Linked DNA regions of Drosophila melanogaster: regions 1, 3 and 4 are each linked to region 2. A link is a contact called in public Hi-C and HiChIP or PLAC-seq data. All regions are on one chromosome and are shown on one strand. The core of a region is the stretch at or near the end of the contact, and the rest is flanking DNA. Distances in the headings are between cores, read along the strand shown. Region 1 holds the start of CG33941. Region 2 holds the start of myo (myoglianin). Region 3 holds the start of Gyf (Gigyf). Region 4 overlaps zfh2 (Zn finger homeodomain 2).

What was found. A called contact is a pair of places that touch in the nucleus more often than the background predicts. HiChIP or PLAC-seq counts read pairs in DNA pulled down with a chosen protein or histone mark.
Region 1: a Hi-C map of the Kc167 cell line shows a contact between it and region 2, with 2.9 times the contacts expected there. The contact joins the promoter of CG33941 here to the promoter of myo in region 2. A contact is called at or near these places in 36 of 107 Hi-C or Micro-C datasets (the Clone 8 cell line, the Kc167 cell line, the ML-DmBG3-c2 cell line and 14 more) and 1 of 6 datasets of contacts at active chromatin or transcription factors (the Kc167 cell line).
Region 3: a Hi-C map of the Kc167 cell line shows a contact between it and region 2, with 2.5 times the contacts expected there. The contact joins the promoter of Gyf here to the promoter of myo in region 2. A contact is called at or near these places in 24 of 107 Hi-C or Micro-C datasets (the Clone 8 cell line, the Kc167 cell line, the ML-DmBG3-c2 cell line and 9 more) and 2 of 6 datasets of contacts at active chromatin or transcription factors (the Kc167 cell line and the S2 cell line).
Region 4: a contact with region 2 is called in an H3K27ac HiChIP or PLAC-seq map of the Kc167 cell line, with 5 times the contacts expected there. The contact joins the enhancer-like site here to the promoter of myo in region 2. A contact is called at or near these places in 4 of 107 Hi-C or Micro-C datasets (the Kc167 cell line, the OSC cell line, the S2 cell line and 1 more) and 2 of 6 datasets of contacts at active chromatin or transcription factors (both in the Kc167 cell line).

What each region holds. Positions count from the first base shown.
Region 1 is chr4:465,583-468,746 of dm6, forward strand. CG33941 reads left to right here and starts at 1,915. Exons shown (of 4, transcript NM_001347760.1): 1 at 1,915-2,111; 2 at 2,169-2,412. The coding sequence starts at 2,269. It overlaps Taf3 (TBP-associated factor 3), which reads right to left and starts at 1,246. Exons shown (of 8, transcript NM_143666.3): 1 at 919-1,246. The coding sequence starts at 1,087.
Region 2 is chr4:694,123-697,323 of dm6, forward strand. myo (myoglianin) reads right to left here and starts at 1,933. Exons shown (of 5, transcript NM_166788.2): 1 at 1,575-1,933; 2 at 1,092-1,215; 3 at 1-294. The coding sequence starts at 267.
Region 3 is chr4:865,661-868,632 of dm6, forward strand. Gyf (Gigyf) reads right to left here and starts at 1,365. Exons shown (of 10, transcript NM_001169357.4): 1 at 1,316-1,365; 2 at 271-634; 3 at 42-212. The coding sequence starts at 606. It also overlaps a transcript of unc-13 not described here and asRNA:CR43425.
Region 4 is chr4:521,960-525,334 of dm6, forward strand. zfh2 (Zn finger homeodomain 2) reads left to right here. Exons shown (of 14, transcript NM_001258496.3): 4 at 1-1,145; 5 at 2,372-2,553; 6 at 2,945-3,375. Among named protein-coding and RNA genes, the nearest start is that of zfh2, 22 kb to the left of the region's middle. Within about 2 kb of position 1,837, at least 17 of the 39 cell types and tissues checked have an H3K27ac peak or open chromatin away from gene starts, as enhancers often do. A contact at or near this core is called in the Kc167 cell line and embryo, where this site is marked.

The DNA of each region.
Region 1 (3,164 bases), core at 665-3,164, 230 kb before region 2:
TCTTAATCTAAGATATATCTTAATCTAAGATATATATAAATCAAAGATTTATTGTTTTTTTTTTTTTGGTGTTTACAAGACAATTAATGAAATAATAATTTGCAAAAAATACAATCTACATGCCTATTGAGGTTTCATAATCCCCAATCGAGACCCCGGCAGTCCCACAATTCATCGCTCCTTAAAAACATCCCAAGATCATCGGTTTCGCCCACAGTACCAACTGCTTTGGCTGCACAGCCACAAGCAGGGAATCAGCAATAAATTATGGATCTTTTATTTCCAGCCGAATGCTAAGCTGACGCTCTAAGTCGCCGAGCACATAAGTTTCGTAAGAAACTTTAAATTTTTAATGCGCATCGGAACTAGAGAAATTATATACTGATGTAGGTGAAAGGGACTGGGCGAGGAAAAGGGAAATAACAATAAAAGAAAGAAATAAATTAAAAGATTACTTTTCTAAGAGGCACGCTTCCTTTTTCGCGGATAACTGGGACTAGATTTATGCGAGTAGCAGGCGCGAGCTTAATCAGGAAATTCCAATGGCAATGGATTCATTTTACACGCAACAACACGTACTACTCGCAGAAGCGATGTACATTTTTCGTAATACATTTCTGTACACATTATACTAATATATTTTACTTTAAGGTTAAACGGACAGGTTGACCGGTATTCTAACGCAACTGAAAGCAAAATGCCCTAACTCCAAACAAAATTGTTTTAATGATAAATAATGATTTATTAATGATAGTCTGATGGAACTGCAGGGATGATAAGTTATACATTTATGTACATGTACATATATGTCACATACTTTTTATTGAATCTCTTATTCTACAAGTAACGACTATAACTACTCAGGCTTTGTTGTATTTCATGATCGGTTCCGTTGATTTGAGGGTCTATACCACTTACCGTGTTCCATATGTCTATGCATGTCTCGAGCGAACTCCTGTACAAACTTCTGCAATATGTCTTGCAACAACTCCAAGGGTGCACTTAGAGTGCAGCTGTAACCAATAGTTTGCGTTATCTGCGCAACGACAACAAGGGCCAAATCTGAAGCGTATCTGTCTGCCATCATGTTCTTTCATGAGGTACACCTTCTTTAGAAAACCTTGGAAATGCTGTGAATAGGTTTAACCGTCCCACGAACTTCCTCTTGTTATTAAAATTAATTGACTTGGTGTCTACACCTTTATTAGACGAACTACAATCTGTGGATGTTTAGTTAACGATAACTTATCGATTTTGCCTTTGATGGGAAATATATCGATATTTGGGGTATGCCAAAAGTGGTAATCATGGGGTTCAATCAAATTCAATTGATTGACCAACATAAACAAACTGCAATTTTTTATGTGGTTTGAAAGTGGTTATAAGGGCAGATAAAAGGTTTGCTTTCGGTATGTTCGCTGTTAGTGTTCGAATAAGACACAAATTTTGAAAATAAGACGAAAAAGTTTTCTAATCCTTCTATTCTTTAAAATAGATATTGAACGATGGAAATATAATTAGAGCTTGTTTAATAATAGAGCGCTTGAATGCAGAGTGAAACGAGAGTCTTGTGTTGTTACCCGTAAAAATGTTTTAGTTTTACTACTACTATTACTATTATTACTACGATTACTTACTACAAATTTTAACAGCATCTAATGTTATGTTTATTGTGGAAAGAAAGTAATGCCCAGAACAGCTATGAAATTACCGAATAAATAATAATATAATTATAAATATAAATAATATATATAAATATAAATTTAATAAAATAACATTAAGCCTAAAATCGCTTCAAAAATATCATGTGAACTATATCCCAAACATGTGTATATATGCAGGTAATTTAGTGGAAAGAGGGTATAATGTATAATGACACAAAACTACTGATAGAATACTAGTTATATTTTCGATCAGTTTAGAAGAAACTTATATCTTAAGACATTTATTGGGTTAGGTATTGTTTCCCATATATGTTCTAGTCGAGTATTCACACAAAGAAGCGTGCGACAGATCTTCGGCACTTAATATTTTGTATTTGTAATAATGTAAAATATAAAAATTAACAAATAAAACAACTATATGAACATTTGCATGTGTTGGGTATATGTGTAAGTCTAATAAAAAGTTTTATTCTACTTAAAGCTCAAATCCTTTAAACTTTTCAGCTAGTTATTGAAATACTCAGTATAAATGAGTAAGAAGATCTCCATCAACATTGATCTGACCAACGTTTTACTCCTTTTTTAATCTAATAAGAACTAAAAAATGCAACCATTGAACTCGAGCATTGATAAAGCAAAACATTTTTTCATAGAGAGCGGGATCTTAGGACCCGTTAACTTTAAATATTCTCATGACATGATTCGGAAGACGTCTACCATTCACATTGACGAAACTCTTAAGAATCAGGTAAGGGTGGATAATCTGATTCCCAACGAATACACGTTTACACCTATGTTAACCATAATAGGTGTATAGGTATCGTATTTCCTTACATATACTGAAGATTTCATATGCAGTCGGTCAGTTATCGAGTAACTGGTTAGTCCGTCTGACTATCAATCTGAACGCTGTGATCTCGGGAACAATGAAAACTAGAATATTGATATTAAGCATTAAGACTCAGTCACAGAGTCTGTAAGAGTTTGTTTCATGCCGTTGCGACGCTTGCTCCAACGACGACGCACCCTCAATATTCATACGGTCACAAAAAATCAATCAACCACTAGCAAAAACACGAATACACTTCAGTGCGCAGATTTCTCATTTTGCGCATAATGTACGAGCTCAAAGAAGCTGGAGTCGAAAAAATGGAATTTTTGAAATTTAAAAGCTGGAATCGTTTGCTCATTTGTTGTCTTTATTTGCCCACGTTTGGCCACTCTTTTCAATTTTGAAAAAGTGAATACTTTAGAAAATATGAGACGTTCTAGTTAACCTCGGTATTATTATTTTGACCATCTCTTAAAACTAAATATTATAAAAAAAAACTTTTGCCCAATCAGTATTCTTAGTTTTTATCGTTTGTCCATCCTTTAAAATTAGTTTTTTTCGTTTTCCCATCCTTTAAAATAAGTATTTTGAATTAAAAACGTTTGTCCAACCCTTAAAAATTTTGTTTTTTTGTGTTCCCACCTATTAAAACTAAATTTCTACATATG
Region 2 (3,201 bases), core at 683-3,182:
CGATAAAATTAAGAGTACGGTGACCGTGACATATCGAGTTACACGGAAATTACCTCTCTTATGTCCAAGAATATTCATTCGCCCGATATTTATTTTTTTTGAGTCAAGATTAAATCTGTAAGAACCTGGAAACTGGATTTCGTTGGAGTTCACTTCTATGTGAACTGTTGTATCTGATGTGTTCTGTCGAGTTTTTTTCTTTAGGGTTCTATGATGCTGATCATGGGTTTTATATTTTCTCCAACCGCAGCATGAGTTGGCCAGCATGATTTTTGATCAAACCGTTGATGAATGCTGAAAAGGACTTGTATTTATAAATATACTTGATATATTTTAAAATAAGAAAAAATAAAAATAATAATTATTATTTATTTTTGGAGACAGCGGCTGGTGATCTTGTCATCCAATCAACTTGGCTCTTGTTGGCCTTATTTTACAATTTTTTTAAAAATCAAATCGCGAAATACAAGCTGTTAGATAATCCCCTGCTGTATTCGATTAAGTCGGATTCCCAAGGTAATACCTTAAACAGCTGTGCAGAGAAAAAAGAAGAGCGCACCCCTTTAAACCCTATTAAAGCATTAGCACGGAAGTCAATGATTCCCCTTCGCGAGTCAATACAAAAAAAAAAAAAAAAAAAAATTGAATAGCTTACGCCACTGACGATCTCTAACTTCAAAAATATTAAAATTATTGGCAAAATTTGGACAATATAATATTTCGGTTTTAAATTGATAGACTTTTGACGATCATATCATATAGCTAACTGTTGAAAAAAATTATAGACTCGTTGTTTTCAAATAAAAAGAGTTCTTCTTCAGTATGCACATTTTTTTGAAAATATATAATTTAGGTTTTTAATCGATCAAAATCAGACGACCATACACTTATATACCTGCCATAGGGAAAAATGGCTCTATGGCTATAAAGCTTAGGAAAAAACACTGACAATTGTAAAACCATTTTTCGTCACAAATCGGCACGGTGAGGCTGCGATCGTCACTTGATTTGTGTGCTCGTGAATATTCTAAAACTCGGAATAACGGAATAATAACCTTCAAAAACTTGTTTCAGGCTACGAAAAAACTTACTTTGAATATAGTAGAAGTATAAAATCCTGCAGCACCGGATATAATGATTTTTAAAAATTAAAAATCATATCTGCATTGTTTGATCCGCCTTGGAAGCGCGATGCGCCAGCAGAAAATGACCACCCTAATGTGCACACAGTCGTAAAAGTTAGTTCAAGCTACATATGTACATGCACATATGCAAAGCCCGTTCATAAACGTTTCACATGAGTCCTCTTTATGACCACTATTGTATTCAATTAAAACCATTTATAAACATAATAAATTATTGTGCTCTTGAACTTCAGTTCATCGCTGAAAGTGCATTATTCCCCTTTTACAAGCAGAACAACGTAAATGAGATATATCATATGTATGTACATACGTAAATTATACATACATACAGAATAAATAGCATGCATATAAGCACATATGTACATTTTTAAAGCTGTGTATGTACAAAGTTATGTACATTTAGCGATAACAAACTTTTTAAACACCTACCAATTGTACATAAGTAGATATATACTTATCTATCGGTATTTATTTTATTTTTATACACTTGTACAACCAAAATCTATTTTGAAACTAGGCAATTGTGTGTTTTAATATATGTATAGTATATATTATTAAATGTTTTATATTGAAGTAACAGTGGGCCTACGGTTTCGAACATTATTCTTTTGCAATCCGCTTTTGTTAAATTTATTATTCATTGTCCAAAAACACATAGTTTGAAAAAATTGTGTATTCAATTGCGCACTAAATAATAATAATTTATTTCTCATAGAGAACCAATATTTGAAAACCCGCAGAGATTCTGTACTGCTGTGCGATTGAGCGACGAAGTAGAACTGAAAGCAGCTGATCAGATGCGATCGGATACATACGGCTCACCGGCAATTTCGTTTTAGTTGGCATAACAGGCCGCTTTTAAAAATGTATCTGCTGAAACGCATTGCAAGAGTAAACTTTAATTCATATTAACATTTTTATCGAGCAAAATAGCATTATATTAAAATGAAATATTTATTGAATATACTCCTACTTTTTTTTTTACAATTCTAGAAAACATTTTATTTATATTTCCACTGTCGCTAATAATCACTTTCTATTGTAAATCAATTTAATCCTTAAGCCGTTTTAACTCTTATAAGTTATGAGTGTAGACATTTTTACATTTCAAAGATTTCAAATAGACCCGAAGAAACTATATAAGATATATTTTTATTAGCAGGATTTGATTTGTCTCTATAATTTTGGTTCCCTAGTTGTTTTTTTTTATTACACAAAATTGAGTGCTATTATACAACAAAAATTACATGCGTATTAATTTGTACTACTGGAATGACTATATTGATACAAAGGAATTTTTAAAATTTAACCGAAGTTCCGCATTCTTGTCCTAACATTTCGTGTTTTAAATTAACGGCAAAAATGTCGTTACTCTGGAATTAATAAAAAGTACCCAACGCACTTACATAAGTATGCAAAAATAATTTTATGTGTATAAAAGAAACTTATATTAAATCAAGTACATATTCGTGCGGGTCCCCTTTGTTCCGCAGTCTTCTTATATAATTATTGCCCATTAATATGGTTGTGTAAGAAGGCAATCTGGGAACTCCATAAAAAGGGTAGGGACAATTACCGCGATGTCTAGTGTTTTCCAGATTAGCTGTCGATATATCGACGCCCGTACAGATGTTTAAGCCTTTCCACACATACATTTATGAGTTTCCTATCGATATGGAAGAAAACGATAGGTGTTCACACTGTACTAACTTATTTTTATTGCTTTGTATCAGCAATTCTGTTGTTTTACTTAAGAATAGCAATTCAAATGGAGAAGACTTCTTTTATGTATCAACAAAGTAACTGATAAGAGATTATTTATTGGATGGATTGTAAGCTACTTATTTTTTCCATTGTGGTTAACAATTTACGATTTTTTTTTGGTTATAATAAAGATTTAAATAAAATAATTTCAACAAGTGCGTCAATTTTCCTTCATCTACGCACATATAGATGGTAATCGTGCGATAAACCTAATATTACGAAAATGGCGATCACGCATTCAACCGATAAATACAGAACTAAAATACTTCCTGATCAAAAACAAGAATTTATA
Region 3 (2,972 bases), core at 115-2,614, 170 kb after region 2:
AACTAATCGTACTTCCTTATTTAGTTCGTATTTGCAATTACCTTTGATATAACCGATAAGCTTTCATCATATAGACCGCTTGGGCGTTGGTATATCGGATGATAGGCCGATTTTCCGCGCATCCGTCCCCGGTCAACGGTTCCACCACGTCCAGAGCCTCGGGAGGCACTACCAAATCCACTGGGCGAGCGCTGCAACCAGGCAGGACGAGACTAGTTTCAAAGAAAAGTAAATTATGTTCTAAAACTCATGTCAAATTACTTCACATACGTTATTGCCAAGTGAGTTTTGGTTGATGTCCTCCTCGGAGCTCGGTGTCAGTGCAAGAGGGCACTGAACCTTTTCCACGAAGAGCTTTTTGAACGATGGCAGGATCTGCGGCAGTAGGCAGTTCCGATCGAACAAGGACAGCATTTCCTCGCGTCCGTACCGGTATTCTGGAAATAGATTACGGGAAGCGGATGCCGCCGTGTTGTTTCCCAGGTTGTGCCCTCCAATCGAATTGTTTTGAGCTGCATTACCAACGTTGTAGGTACTGGGAGAGCCCGAAGGCTCGGCTGACATATTGCGCAACCATTCCGGGCCAAATTTCATTGAATCTGTCATTTTTATTTGCCTCTTGTTTAATGTTATGCTGACAATAAGTTCAAAAAAGTTTTTGGTTGATTTATTTGTAAGAAAGGCAATGAAATCAAATTTTCAGTGTTTTTGTTAAACTCCTAATGGCTTTATGATTCTGTGCACAATTGTTTATTTTTCAAACAGTTCAAGTTCTATAAATAAAGCAAACAGCTTCAAGTCTTTTTCAAAGCAAACAGTACAACAAAGGATTTATTTTAAAGCTTAGTTAAGAACTAGTGATAAAAAAAAACTTACCAGAGCTTTACAGAATGGATAGTAAAAGTAAAATAATATAATATAAAAGCAACACAGAAACCTAACCTAAAATATCAAACTGATTGTCACACACGAACGCGAAATACACATGCACCCTCATCACACATTAAAATTAACATGTTTATAGAATTGAAATGTCTGATTCGAGCTTTCATGTTTGAAATATAGAACTAATAGAACTAATATAGATCTAAAAGGTAAAAAAAATTCGTAAGTATCTGGACGCATACAGACACACAGTGATGTATGTACAAATTTTTGATTTGTGTGACTTTATCACACTGGGCGGGTGTGTTTTATTTTAAAGATTGTTTAGTTAATTCTTCTGGTAATCTTAATAAAATCAAGCCACTATAACTGCACATCCTAAAAAAATTTTTTAAATTGAATTTCGTAAAAATATTCAACTTACACGTACCACCGAGATATCTTAAAATACCAACGCCAACATAAGATAGAGCAAGGCCAGCGTGGCCGTCTTGCGATATGTCAAGCTTCCAATTTAATTTAGCACAGGGGTATTCTTGCCACTTTTGCTTCTTATACACTAGCTCCACTACTACTAGTTGACAGATACATCACCCTTGTCTTCACATTGCAACATCAAGCACCGGGATTTAGAGAATGCATAAGTGTCAATCTTTAAATCAACCAATCCGTCTGTCTGTAAGAACGTCTCGCTTTCAGGAACTATAAGAACTAGAACTTAAAGCATGCTGATTCTATAGATATAGACGCAGACGATGTTTCCACGACCACTAACTATGTGTTGATTTTTTTCTTTAAGTTGAGTAACGGGAATTCTTGCTTTAATATTATTATTTAATTATTATCACTGCCAAAGCTAGATTCCTACCTTGTTGTTAGCTTTGTATTGAAACTTAGTCTTTCGGAATTGTTAATAATTTTATATTTAACAAGCAGTCGATTTTCATTTCAAGTTCAAGTTTTTCAGTATTATAACATAACAGTAGAAATAGTAAAGTGTAAGTAAACGATGTATTAGTTTATTTTGAATAAATATATAAATACAAATGTATATATTTAAATATATATATATATATATATATATAGTAGTGGATATATATATTTATATATATATATATAAATTTTAATATGGTTACATTATTTTCATAACCGTTTTCATAACCACGTTTGTCTGGTTTGATCCAAAATGAATACCTGGTTTGTGATTATTTTGGTCTTTTTACATAAGTCATGAAGTGAGGGGTATGTGTCAAAAATTTGCTGCGATGTATACGCACCCCTTTTGTCTTTTGTATAACTGTCTGTTCGTACGTATGAACGCCCAGATATTGGAAACGAAAATCGCCAATGGTGCATGTGATTTGTCTGAAAACGATATGACGCCCATAACGCTGATGCCCATGTTCTGAAGGATTTTCGGATACCTTAATCGTATAACAGCGAAGCTCGAGCGATCTTAATCTTTACCACGTTTCGAGGCAGTGAGTACATCTGAAATTTTGGCACTGTTCCCAGATCGGGCGCTTAACGCATCGCTTATAATGCTTTTAATTTAGCGTAAGGGTCATTTCAAAATGTAAACCAAAAACGCAGACTTCGTAACGAGACCTAAAGTCAGTTGCACCCGTTCTGAGCGTTCCTGCGTGTGGGGGAAAAAATATCATTGCAACAGCAGGATCTCAGCCTGCTCCAAGTTAGGAGTATGAGAAGGAATGGCGAGCAGTAGGCGAGGCTTCTCGTTATCTCGGCAAGGATGAAAACGGCTTCTAAGGCAGTTAAACTTTATACATATAATCTCCTACAGTACGTCGTTAACCAACGTGGAAAGGCCTTCAACACAGTTACAACGACAGGGTGAGTGCATAATATGTAAGCCTGATGTTGGTTCCCATTAAGTGCAAGATAAAGACAAATAAATATATATTAAATTTGAACCTCATAAGTAACAATGGGACGGTTATCCAGATTAGAGTTGATTGAATCCCCATATAATTCTATGGTTTAAGCTAAATTTCTGAACTATTAATTTTGTTAAGAAAATAGTGAAGTTCGGCACGCTGAAGTCGCCATGATACAAAAAAGATAAA
Region 4 (3,375 bases), core at 587-3,086, 170 kb before region 2:
AACACTGAACACCGACTCAATTTGGAAGAGCTTGACCAGCAGCTACTTAATCGCGAGTACTCCAGTGCCATTATACAGAGAAATATGGATGAAAAGCCACAGATATCCTTTCTACAGCCATTGGCTAATAATGACGCCTCTGCTGATACCAATGATACAGAGAAGCTTCAAACAGCAACTGAGGGCAGTGACGCCACTCTGCCTTCGTCTCCGCAGCCAGTTTTCAGGAATGTCTCTGAACTCGAGCCCGAAAATAAGCAAGAGACTGAGCAGAATCGGCTCCTGAACCAGGACCGGGAGCAAGAGCCTGAATCAGATCAGCACACTAGTAGTAGTAAAATGGCGGCACCTAGTGCATATATCCCATTATCATCGCCCAAAGTAGCGGGAAAATTAACTGTGAAATTTGGTTCCTTAAACTCAGCAACAGCAAAGACTAATAACCTATCAAAAGTTTCCTCAACCAGTTCACCACCATCGACATACGCATCCGGGGAGGTCTTATCACCCAGTACTGATAATATAAGTAACCATAAGTCAACACATTGCAACCAAGAAACAGAGCCACCCTCGTCGTCTTCGTCAGAGGTGGAAATGAAAATTGGCTCTATGTCCACATCACCTCAAACAAATGATTCGGATGTTCCATGCTCAGGGTTTTTGCAAATGCAGCACATGACAACAGGTGGTGCATATACTCCTCAAGTCAGTTCCTTCCATGCATCTTTAGCTGCGCTGGCCGCCAACGAATCGAATGACAACCGGGTTAAGCTGATCACAGAGTTCCTTCAACAGCAGCTGCAGCAACATCAGAGTTCCTTATTTCCAAGCCCATGTCCCGATCACCCCGACCTTAATGGTGTGGACTGCAAAACCTGCGAACTCCTTGACATCCAGCAGCGGTCAAAGTCGCCGTCCTCTTCACATCACCAGTTTTCTCAATCTCTTCCCCAGCTGCAAATTCAGTCGCAGCCGCAGCAAACCCCACATCGCTCACCTTGCAGCAACAGTGTTGCCCTGCCCGTATCACCCAGCGCCTCCTCGGTGGCCAGCGTTGGAAATGCGTCGACCGCCACATCCAGCTTTACAATCGGTGCCTGTTCCGAGCACATCAATGGTCGTCCCCAAGGAGTAGACTGTGCGCGGTAAGCAATAGGTTCGAACTAGTATGCAGTAGCATTTGGGGTCTCAGTCCTATTACGGGGGATGGATAGGTTTTTATGGATGGGCAATCATAGGCCTTGCTGCAGGCATTTAATGGGTGATTGGTGAAGGGTTGTCTTTGAGGACCGCACATACCACGTGAAGGGTGTGATTATTGATCTTTTGAAAGGGGTACGTTCATTAATAATGCCGTAATATGCGGAATTATTAAGGATATTTGAACTTGTGACTGGATCTGAAAACTTTTTGCCACTGTTGAACAATAAGTCATTAGGCCAACAGCAGTAACGTCATGGGTTGATTAGTTGCGCCCGCGGGACATGCTTACAGGCTGTTCATTAAAACGCAAATGCCGATTGGGTTGATTATAAAAAGCCCTTCGGTTAGTTGCATCCCACTAATTGCTTCACACTTGAATAATCACGTTTGCTTCCAAATCCCAACCGGCATTGACAAGAAGCACCAATGAAAATATTCTTTGGTGAATTTGTAGAGAGGAGAGTGTTAAATGCCCTACCAACAGGTGCACTAGTTTTTTTCATTCTTACAATTTAATGTTGTTGGAAATTTGTATCACGCGGAACATTTAGGTTGCTTCTTTATTAAAAGGGTAAATATTATATTTACAAATGCGAACAGAAAGCAAACAAGATTATAAGAATATACCATCATAAATTGTTGAATGGAGCAGAGTACATTGTATATTACGGATCTATTCGAGGAATCTGTTGTTGTTAATAAGGTCCACACCACTTTTAGTCTCCGGTCCCATAAATATATATTATATGCCTGTATATTTCAATTAAGAGTTTGTTGGGAAATCTTTGTTATGTTGATATGATCTGCACGGAGGGGCAAAGTTAAATATTGCAGTGGCGTAAGTTTATGATGGCGGCTGAACCAACAAAAATTAAACCAATTGCGCTGATTTCACTTAATAAATGTTTCTGAACGCCTGTCCGTCCGGACCCCAATTGTTACAATTTAATGGTGTCGCCTGGGTCGAGGCGAACAACTGTCGGTTCGGTATCACTATAATTTTTCTGTCACTTTGTTAGGTACCACCAATGATACTACTACATAGTAAACTACTAATCGAATACAATTAAATCAAATCGCTTGGCCATTCTGAACTATATTTTAAATTACATATTCTGTTTCGTTGTTTAATGATTATTATATTACTATCCATATTTTCGATCCTCAGCTGTGAAATGCTTCTAAACTCGGCTCGATTAAATAGCGGCGTGCAAATGTCTACTCGCAATTCCTGCAAGACTCTTAAATGTCCCCAATGCAATTGGCACTATAAATATCAGGAAACATTGGAGATCCACATGAGGGAGAAACATCCAGATGGGGAGAGTGCCTGTGGTTATTGCCTTGCAGGTACTAAGTTCATTAAGCTTACAAAAATACTACTTAGTCTTTTAATATACAAAATTCAAGAAAAATTTATTTTTCATAATTTTACTACATATAATTTAGGGTTATTGCAGCAAATAGAACATATAAAACCGGTATATTTTATTTTTTTTCGATTGCTCATTGTTCTATTGCTCGGTTGTTTATTGAACACAATATGGTGTAGTTTTTATACCCTTAAAGTGGGGCACATCTGTCTTTTTTTGCTCGTCCACTACGAAATGGCGTTACATTGTTGTTTTTATTACTTTTTATAATGTGAACAGTGGTTTAGTCCTGTAATAAAACGATCTTAGATTTTTAAAAGAGTTTAAATCAGTTACCAATTTATTTAAACCCTTTTCCTATGGCACAGGACAACAGCATCCTCGGCTGGCACGGGGGGAATCCTACTCTTGCGGTTATAAACCGTATCGCTGTGAAATCTGTAACTACTCCACGACCACCAAGGGTAATCTTTCCATTCATATGCAATCGGACAAACATCTGAACAACATGCAGGAGCTAAACAGCTCTCAAAATATGGTTGCAGCTGCGGCTGCTGCTGCGGTGACTGGCAAACTGCTGCTCTCCAGCTCCTCGCCCCAAGTAACTGCTGCATGTCCATCCAACAGCGGGTCTGGCGCAGGCAGTGGCTCATCCAACATTGTCGGCGGCACCGCATCCCTGAGCGGAAACGCAACGCCTTCCGTAACTGGAGCAAATAGTTCTAATGCCAATGCCGGAAGTAATACAAACAACGCCGGTACCAAGCCAAAGCCTTCATTTCGATGCGATATCTGTAGC